Regions from separate parts of the Bactrocera dorsalis genome. Here region 1 is linked to region 2. A link is a contact called in public Hi-C data. All regions are on one chromosome and are shown on one strand. Each heading gives the region's core, a stretch centred on a gene start, on an enhancer-like site or on the middle of the called end of the contact. The rest is flanking DNA. Distances are from core to core; before and after follow the strand shown.

Evidence for each region. A called contact is a pair of places that touch in the nucleus more often than the background predicts.
Region 1: a contact with region 2 is called in a Hi-C map of whole body, with 4 times the contacts expected there. The contact joins the enhancer-like site here to the promoter of LOC105228423 in region 2. A contact is called at or near these places in 2 of 2 Hi-C or Micro-C datasets (both in whole body).

The regions. Positions count from the first base shown.
Region 1 is chr3:6,312,756-6,317,638 of ASM2337382v1, forward strand. The region is part of intron 2 of LOC105228423 (CDK5 and ABL1 enzyme substrate 1); the gene reads left to right. Among protein-coding and RNA genes, the nearest start is that of LOC105228424, 39 kb to the right of the region's middle. Within about 2 kb of position 1,931, the one cell type or tissue checked has open chromatin away from gene starts, as enhancers often do.
Region 2 is chr3:6,267,611-6,272,801 of ASM2337382v1, forward strand. It overlaps LOC105228423 (CDK5 and ABL1 enzyme substrate 1), which reads left to right and starts at 2,767. Exons shown (of 9, transcript XM_049453616.1): 1 at 2,767-3,541. LOC105228480 (atypical protein kinase C) reads right to left here and starts at 2,238. Exons shown (of 10, transcript XM_049453613.1): 1 at 1,948-2,238; 2 at 123-411; 3 at 1-61. The coding sequence starts at 302.

The DNA of each region.
Region 1 (4,883 bases), core at 681-3,180, 44 kb after region 2:
TTTTTCTAAATGTTTACATATTTTTATGAATTTTTTTTCTAAATTTTTATGAATTTTTCTAAATTTTTATTAAATGAACATAAAAAGGCTCTTGACAAAAAATGTTCATTCGTTAAGGCTCTATGTTTGAAAATAAATCTCTTTGAATAAATCCATTATATTCAATTCTCTCTCGTCTTTCAAACTTTTTAGGTAAGAAATGTGTAAAATATATTTAAATTTCTTTAAAGTTTCAATAGGCAAACAGAAAATACAACAAGCATTTGCTTCGGTTTGCTTTTTTAAGAGTTTGATAGTGAAACAACAATAGCAAAAATAGTGTATCAACTTTAAGAGACTCCATATGAATTGCATAAGTGCGTCATGTGTATGCACGCCTACATACTATATACATACATACAAAAGTACATACTTGTATTGTATATGTGTAAGTTATCAAACGAAAATCGAAAACACACTTGTGAGGTCATCAAACTACAAGCATACACACATATACATACTTATATAAGTATATACATATACAAACATACATACGTGTGCATATACGAAAAGTCAATCAGTCTCAAAGGCGCTGCTTGTGTATTTATATGCTCTTCTTGTATACATATGTATGTGTGTATATTTTTAAGTATATGTGCACTTGTACTGCACATTCGAGCAGCTAACAGCAACTAGACTTTCAACAATAGCATTAGAAACCAGCACAATGAAGAATCTCAATTCACTTGCAGTCGACTGTTCTTTTGGAAATTCCTAAGCATTTGGTATTAAACATTTTGTGTGTAAAGCGTATGAGTATATACTCAAAATATACCCTGTGAGAAATTTTTCGGTGGAGGTCTTCCTCTTCCTCGACTTCCCCCCGCGGGTAGGGCGTCGAATACGTTCAGAGCTGGCCTTAGCCGCTGTCTCTTAACTCACTGAACGGTGTCAATGTCGTCGAATATCTCGTACAGTCCATCGTTCCATCGGCTGAGGTATTCGCCGTTTCAAATGCGCTAAAGAACCATAGATCCTCCGCAGAACCTTTTCCCCGCCGGCCCCCGCCGCTTTGTTGTTCTTCAGACGGGTAATTGCTATTCAGACATCTTCATGGCCGGCAATGGAACGTCTGCTCCATCGTTATTGATTGAGGAATCCAACCTGCCATTCAGCAGGATGGAGAACTCTTCCCTCCATAATTTCAGTATGGTCTGGACGCAAATCACTAGATTATCTCTGGGGGTTCTTCAAGAGTCTTGTGGAAGGTTTTGAAAAGGTCGGTTTCTTGAATATAGAGTCCGAAAATTAATGCTCGGATTTCGCTAATGTCTCCATGGTTTAAAATTCCTATTTGGTCATGTACAAAAAATCGGTATTGTATTTTTGGAAAAGAAAAGAATACTTTCAAACGTAGAATGACGAAAACAAACACTTGTTTGAAATTGGGATCTCACACACACACATTTACACTCCCATATGTATGTATGTGGAAATACGCTTAACGGAACAACTAGTGGTCTACAGAATCGCATACCGCTCACTTATCAACAATTGTTTTTGTTTACTTATATGTATGTTGTTGTTGAAACTTCGAAGTCTCAGTTATATATGTATGTACGTACGTACTACACTCAAAAATCAACCGAAAACTAAACTGCGTACCAACACGCACGCAACACTGTCCCTCCGTAGCTCCCCCGCCACCACCAACACCAGCACAAACGCATTGCATTTTTCCATTTCTCGCTTGATTCGCTAAGCGTGCAAGCGACTTGCTGTTTGTCCATTCATTTGTGCGCTCGCATTTCCGCTTTCCACGTAAAACATTTTCCATACACCTACACACACACACACATATGTACATACATATACATATATACGACTACATATGTATTGCCGACCACAGAAGCAAGAAAATTTTTCGCGTTGCGTCGAGTCGAGTCATCGCGCGCTGTGCCACTTGTGCCGCATTGCTGGGCGCCTGTTCTTTTACTCCAACTAATTAACAGTTTATAATTGTTACCTCAAACCGTTAGCCGACCGCCAACGCGCCCACAATGCGGGTGCGTGTGCTTGTGTGGCCGCCAATGTTGACACTTGACACCCGAGTCTTAATTAATTGTTAAATGGCCGAAAATGCAGCAGGAGTAGCGGGGAAGCGGGCGGTGGTAGGTATAAGAAAAACACACACACACACAGGCGCGCAAGCAGAAATTGCATTAATTGCCTTTTCCAACACACATACCCACCCACAATCTCGAAAGTTGCTTTTAGCTGTGATGGCTGCGTTTTCGGTTGAGTGTAGGTAAGTATGTATGAGTTCGTGCTTGTATGTGTGTAAGCACGCCAGCAGCAGCCATTTTTAATTGTTACGCCCCATGCGTTGTTGCTGCCTCCTCACACAACTCCCCAACTAGACAAAACTGCCATCGCCAGCAAGCAAACAAACCTCTCTCTCTATTTCCACCAGCCTTCGCCACAAGTTCGTCCAATTAGCCGAGTTTTGTTTCCACATCACAAAGTCCAAACTCCAATTGGCCATATCAAAGTATTTTTATGCCATTTTTATATGCCTCTTCCCCTTCGCATACCGCTTAATTGCTACCACAATACTTCCCTCAGCTGTTTTCCGCCTCGCTGCACCCGCTTTTCGTCGTACCGCCTGAAGATTCGTGCTCATCGCAACGCATCGCTTTTCTCACTGCGAAAGCAGCTTTTCCATCACACCCTACCCCACTGCATTTCCGTCTCAACACACACTGTTATCGACACACTTCTATTCTAACCGTTATTTACCGCATACATTCACACATCCACCCAGCTGCTGGTCTAACTAACTGATCCAACACTATCTCTTTGCCCTTCAAGCATACACACATACACACATATGCATATCCATGACTCACATCACTATCTTTCATCCAAGGCATGCATGCGTTGTTCGCATGTCCATCAGTTTAGTTTCGCTATTTGATTCATTAAATTTTGTAGCCTCGACCTAGACCAATTAACTCAGGGTGATTTGCTGGGCGCTCAGACTTTTGTGCTGCACTGTTTTTCTCTTATTTTTTTTCCTCAAAATATTTTTTCCCTTTCATTTTGTGTGGTGTTTCTTCTTGTTTCGTCACTAAGTTTTTCATTGCCAGCAAACCATTTTTCGGCTACACACTCTGCCTTGCCTTGCCTATGCCGTGCTATGCTATTTCGGTTGGTTGGCCCACCACTCGGCTCCACCGCACACTCCATGCGGCTGCGTTTCGTTTCGTCTTGTAATTAAAAACACAACTTTTCTTTCCTAATACTGATAACGTCATTTAGCTTCGCTTCGTCTCTCTACTTCTCTTTCCCCCTATAGCTTCTTTTTGGCGTTTGTAGTTATGGTAGGACGCGGTCCCTTGTTGAATAGCCAATCTTTTATCTTCGCTCATTCAATTTGTAAATGTTTCCATTCTGCGTGTGTAGCGTGTTTTTGTGTTTTCCTTTGCTTCAATTTAATTTCATGATTTTAAGTGTCCTACAGTGAAGGTTCTTAAAAGTGTAGATTTCGTAGGAAAAAAAATCTTTGAAGCTTTTTCAAGACAGCTTTTCTCAGTTTTATATCATTGTTCCAAAATGATTTGCAATGGACGACTGTCCAAGTGAGATCCCTGTTCCGATCAATCTCTTAATCCTAACCTAACCTCTGAAAATATCTCTAGATATCTTATTTGTTTGAGGTTATAAATGAAAAAAATTAGTTTTTAATATTTTAATAAGATTGTGTTGGTTATATCTGATAAGTATTTGGAGTATATTCGTTTCAAACCCTGTTCTGTGCCATCTCAAACAGGAAATCATCATAATTTCTGCTTTTCACTTCGAATATTTGGTTTAGCCTTTTTTCATTTTCCATTTTCTTAGGTTCTAAATATCAGTTTTTTTATCAAGTACTATTCTAGTCAACAAAAAGATATTGGGTTTCCTTCCTTTTTATTTGAAATTTTCAAGTTAACTACAATTTCTGAAATTTTGGAAAAAATTTTACTATAGAAACTACGGAGTTATGTACTATATGTACATATATATAAATAGTCATCCATTTCGATGTTCCCTACTTTTTTGAAGAAAAAACACAGAAATTACAAATGTAATGGGGAATGTCGCCATTGACGGTTACGTTCTTATCGACACCATTTTATGGACCGATGAATTCATCCGTTGCTTTTTCTGGATAAAATGACAACTCTTGAATCCATCCAGTGTGCTCTTCGTCTTAAATGCGCCAATTTTGCCCGGTTACATACCCGTTGAGCCAGGAATCACATTCATCCTCATGGCTGAACAAAATTAGGCTCGAAAATATCAGATCTTCCTAGAACTTTCCAAGAGCCCATAGAACGAAGAAGTTCGAGCGGCTTCGGTTCTTACACAAGCTATATTTTGTACGCTTTCAATCTTAACGTAAAATGCGGCAAGTTTTTCCATATGTCAGTCCGAGTTGCTGCGCACAACGTCGAATCGCCTCTCCGCAGTCTCAGTGTAAGTGTCGCGTGATCTGTCAAAAACGGCTACTGAAAAAGTAATATACAAAATGTCTTAAGATTAATTAAGAAACAAATTCACTATTTAAATATCTACGACCGCCACTGTAGACAAAGTAAATAAAAGAGAAAGACACGTTGCAGTAAAGAAAAGGCAATAAAAAATAAGAATATATACTCGTGTGTCTATCCCATTGGATCTCTAAAATTGAATGCACCTCTGTGCCCATAATCAACACTATTTAATGAGCAGCAACAACAAGCGTCCAACAACCACCATCAGCTAGCAGTGAAACACTTGCTTACGATCAACGACAAGTGTTTTCGAAAACGAAACAGCAAAATGAGCAAGAACAACTTATTTATGTACTCGCCTTGTGT
Region 2 (5,191 bases), core at 1,517-4,016:
CCATTTGTGTTGATATCGTGCACGGATCATTCTCTTCGTCCACCCACTTGATGGTGAAGGGCTGCAAAGAATTTTAAGTAAATTTAAATAAATATTTCCCAAAAATTTATGTAATTGTTTACCTGATCGGATGGAAAGCGGCATATACCACGTATCTCATGGCATAGATTTTCATAAGTGATATTTTCATCTATATAAGTGATCATTATTTCGCCATTGTAGGCAGTTTTGACCTTAATCTCATTGGTGGCACTGTTGGCATTGGTGCCGTCCGGAATAATTTGCGAAGGCATTTTCTGCATTTGTAATTAAGCGTTAAATGGATGCGTATTTCTTTGATGGCGTGGAATATGCTTAAAGCAGAAGATTTTCGCTGGCGACGTTTAGTTTCTGGTCACAAATAAACAGTGGCTGAAAAGAGAGAATAATTTATAAATGTAATTGTTATTTTTCATCTATAAATAAAAAGTCTTGTTGTTCTTTTTCATTGGGAGCGTTTTTTACGTGGCGGGTCCCAAGCCCAGCGCACAACCCTGCGGAGGAGATGTTTCGCCTTGTTACTTTAGTTCGCCTTCAAACGAATGTTCTTAGGCTACCCAGAGAATACTTGGTCAAAGACCGGAAGTCGTGAACTACTTAGGCCATATGTAAAAGAATCGTTTATGGCCACTCTCTGGTGATCAGAGAACTTTCCTCACTTGCGTGAACTTCTACATATGATTCCAAAAATAAGACATAATTTGGTGAAATGGTTCTTTTTTCTACACAATTTAATTTTTTTAATTGAGAAAAAAATAGTCTGCATTGTAAAAACTTAAGTTTTTCATAATAACTTTTGGTATAATTTTAATTTTTCATTTTTATTATTATTTTCATAGTTTTCTTCATAGTTTTAGTAAACACTGTAATTCACATGCTTCTCTGCCGCTTTACATATACAAGATTCGAGTGGGCGATAAATACAAGTACATTTACGCCAGCAGCATCCCACCTCCCTGCATCAGTGTGTATATGTATGTATATTAAGCGCTACAACAAAAACGTTCATGATGTTGTTGAAATACGAAATGTAAACAAATGCGTGAATCCACAAGTGGTCATACGGGTAAGGTATATAAATATAAACACGACAACGCGGCAAATATGTATGTATGTCACAAGCTAGCTATTATTTAGTTTTAAACAGAGTGAAATTGGCGTATATTTAATCAAAACTTTTAATTACAACTATATAATTTTTTGCATGTTAATTATTTTCGCACTTTAACACACATTTAAAACACTGTGGCAACACTTGCGACAGTAATTTGACTGCCCTTCATTACTGCCTTTCGTTGCCTAGCCAGCCGGCAATGAATCATGCAACAAGTTGATTTCGTTAAAATGCCTCACTGTGCTGACGTAAAACACCAATAGTACAACGATTAACACATTCCAAATCTTAGATAAATTAGTATTTAGCACAACCACCAACTGCACGCAGTTAATAAATACACGTTTTGACTTTTAACACATTTCTTTGCAAATAAGTGCTGATATGCGAAAAATTACAGCGGTCTCTAATTATTTGCTATTGCAATACTTATACCAGCCAGCGTGGTGTTCCACTTAATTGATTGCATATTTTGTCGTACATTGACCACTTGTGGGATGATAATATATAGAAAGTCGTAGTGCTTCCGATCTGTTTGTGCTTGTCTATAATTCGCAGCTTATTTCTTACAGCTTATTGGTACTTATGTTACATTACTCAACAGCAATTCTTCCATTATAACGATTTCCTGCGTATTAGTTGCATTCTACCACACATATTTTATGCGCTTATTCCACACCCCAACTATGTACTGTTGGCCAATAGGTATTAAGTAGTATGTGAACGTACTTGGTTAACTTGCCGTTTTAGGCCAAGTCTACTGTTATTCCACCTTTTTTCCACAAATTTTTTACCTTTCTTCACTCTGCGTACACTTCTTTATGTTCACATTTGCCACTGCTTGCTATTCTTATTTTTTTCTATTCTCATTCACAAATTTATAGCGAATATAATGTCTCAAATGTAATTAATTCGCATTATTAGAATTTAAAACAACATAAAACAAAAACACAATAAACTCAAGTAAACAAAACTAAAATTAATTAAGATTTTAATTAGAAAGAGGCCAACAAATTTATTTAGTTTAATTGGGTGAGCGGCACGACAACCGTAAACAAGATAAAACTTCGAGTGTGCGAAGAAAAATGGTAGATGTGCAGAGTTGCCAGTTATTTGCAGCAAAGTTGCATGACAGTGGCACATCCTCCTACGAGCGAAAAATAGTTATTTTCAGAAATAGTAAGTTTATTAAAGTTAGTAGACCTTAAAAATAACTAAAATTTATATAATGTCTAATCCATAACCGTCAAGTTTTCGCTTAAAAAAATGTAATAGCTAAAGGTATATACTTGACAGCGTAAATAAGCAGAGAACGTAAATGATATACGTTGTCTGTAATAAGCCCAACCAATTGGCAGCATATGTAAAAAATAGATATATTTTGTGTTTGTAGCTTTATTAAGAAAGATATTACATTCAAATATCAAATTGTAATTATTCTACATATATTCTTATTATTTTTGTATATTACATCCAAGTTTAATAACAGTTATTATGCAAATACGATAAATACCCTTTTGTCATCCACGGTTGGCAACGCAACGCGGCACCTAAACTTGGCAGCACTTTTTTTGATATTTTGTTTTGCACTCTTTCTTCGTTTAGAGTTGTCAGATTATTTCATCAGTCCGAAAAATTCTCTCTCCTGGAAAAGTTCACATCTGTTTTTAGTGTTGTGTGATAACAGTTTATAATCTGTTATTTTCCATAAAATTATCTAAAAATTGCATATTAAATACGTGTGTATTGTGTCTTAATTGTATATGTAACATTTAATGTTTGAAAAATAAAACAACGAATAAGCTAAATTTGTATTTTGTGAGACAATCGTAATCGTAAGGTGGACATTGGCACGGGTACGTACGAAGAGACTCGCAACGAGTAGATAAATAGCGAAAGCGTGTGCGATTTTCGTAAATAACAGAGAAGAAAACGAACTTGATGTCCACCGTTTTTCCGGAGACCAAACTTGTGGGCGTAGAGTACAAATTAGTTTGACGAAAAACGCAAGGAATTACTGCATCAGTAAAGAAACTTACTGTTAAAGAATTATATTGGAAATTAGCCGTGTTGTAATAATGTGCAAGTGCAGTAATTTAACAGCAAATTTCCACTTACGGTTTTGTGCCGAACGCGTATTGTAAACCTTTGTCAACAAGCGATTTTTCATAGCAAGTGTATACAAAAATAGACAAAATGATTCGCCTGAAACAATTTTAACTTAATACAAAATAAACCATTAAAATATATATAAATAACGCAACTTTACGTCACAACCACTGTTGCTGGGCTAAACGAACGCGTGTGCATTTATATTTTAAAACAAAGTGTGTGGTTTCTTTTTGAAGTGTTTGCCAAAATATCGAAAATAAATTAGAAACATTGTTGGTAAGTGGAAACAAATATAAGTTATGCAAATTTTCTGCTTATTACATATGTGCATATACATATGTATATTTGTATATATAAAATACATATGTATTTATGTCGTATAAACATTTCTAATCCTACTTCACACACCCAGTAATTTTCTTTGCCATTTGGCTGTAATTTACATGAACACGTAAGTATAACTGCACGTAGCAGGGTAAAACTTTCCGGAATTTTCCACTGGTCATCTCCATCTCCTTTTTATGCCGTTTTGCCATCCGCTATTTGCGGCTATCGTTCGTGCATGAGTTATACTCTTCCCTTTTTTGTTTTGATCTTTTTATTCTATTTTGTTTCCATTACTTTTTGTTGCAACCTTCGCCACTACGACAGCGGCTGCTATTTACGAAGGAATGCAGGCGAAGAAAATCGATTTTCTTCACAAAAATAAAGATGATATAGTGGAAATAGATGTGTACACACATACATATGTTCGAACGTATGTGAATACAGTAGAGGCCCGTTAATCCGGATCAATTAAAACCGGCCCCTATCCGGAATATAAGGGAATCCGGATTACCAAAGACATATCAGAACTACGTATTAAGAAAAAATATTTATAAATTTCTGTTTGTTTATTATAACAAATAATACACATATTCCAAAAAAAGACTTAAAACAATCCATTGAAAATAAACGTTAGAAATTTGTATGTATTAAGCGGTGTAATATAAATTCTAAATTTAATTGAAAAAAAAAACGGTTAATTTTGTTGGGCGAACGCTTTTTTGTTTAGCCTCCATTGCTCGCTGCCGTAGCGTTCTAAGAAGCGAATGTAGTGAATAATAAACGTGTGATCCGGAGTAGAGAATACGGATAGAGAATGTCGGTCCGGATTACAAGGGACATAATAGAAAATTTGAATTTTTTAATCCTGTCCGGATTACAGTGGAATCCGGATTAGGCCGTGTCCGGATTAGCGGGCCTCTACTGTACATGTGCAGACCTGAAATGTGTCGTCTTGGGTTTAGTGATATTTTTGCTTGCTATCAGATTTTCAAAAGCCCTTGAAAATTTGCTAACAGTTTTTAATATACATAAATGTTTCGCTTTCCGTATCATTCACAAGAGTTTACCTTGTATATCATCTGAAGCGAATTGGAAAACCATTAAACCGCAGTTCACATATGTATGTTCCCAAGCCTCCTCTTGTATGTAACTAAATTGCAAAAACAAATCTCCAAACAAATAATCGCAAATGTTGTGTTGCTAAGTGCCAACATGGACTTCGGAAAATCGATCAAATTCATAATGAGCAAACATACAACAAATGCGAACAACCGTTACATTGTAAAATCACATGAAACTTTTCGCCAATATACAAAAGGCAATAGCAACAAACCAACCGACTGGCTGCTTACTCCACTACATGCCTATCGTCATATATGCATACTACACATTTAGGCATATAAGTGAAATTCATCGTATCATTCCTGTTTTTCTGGCACGTTCCATTCAACGAATCGTCAGCCAGTCGGCAAGCCAATAAGCCGGTCGATTGTCTAGCCTGACGGCGTTTCAGTATTGTCTGCTTACATCGTTCGTTGTCTTCTGTAATATTCACAAGTCTTGTGACTGCATAACTAGTGCAACGTTCCCAACAATAAT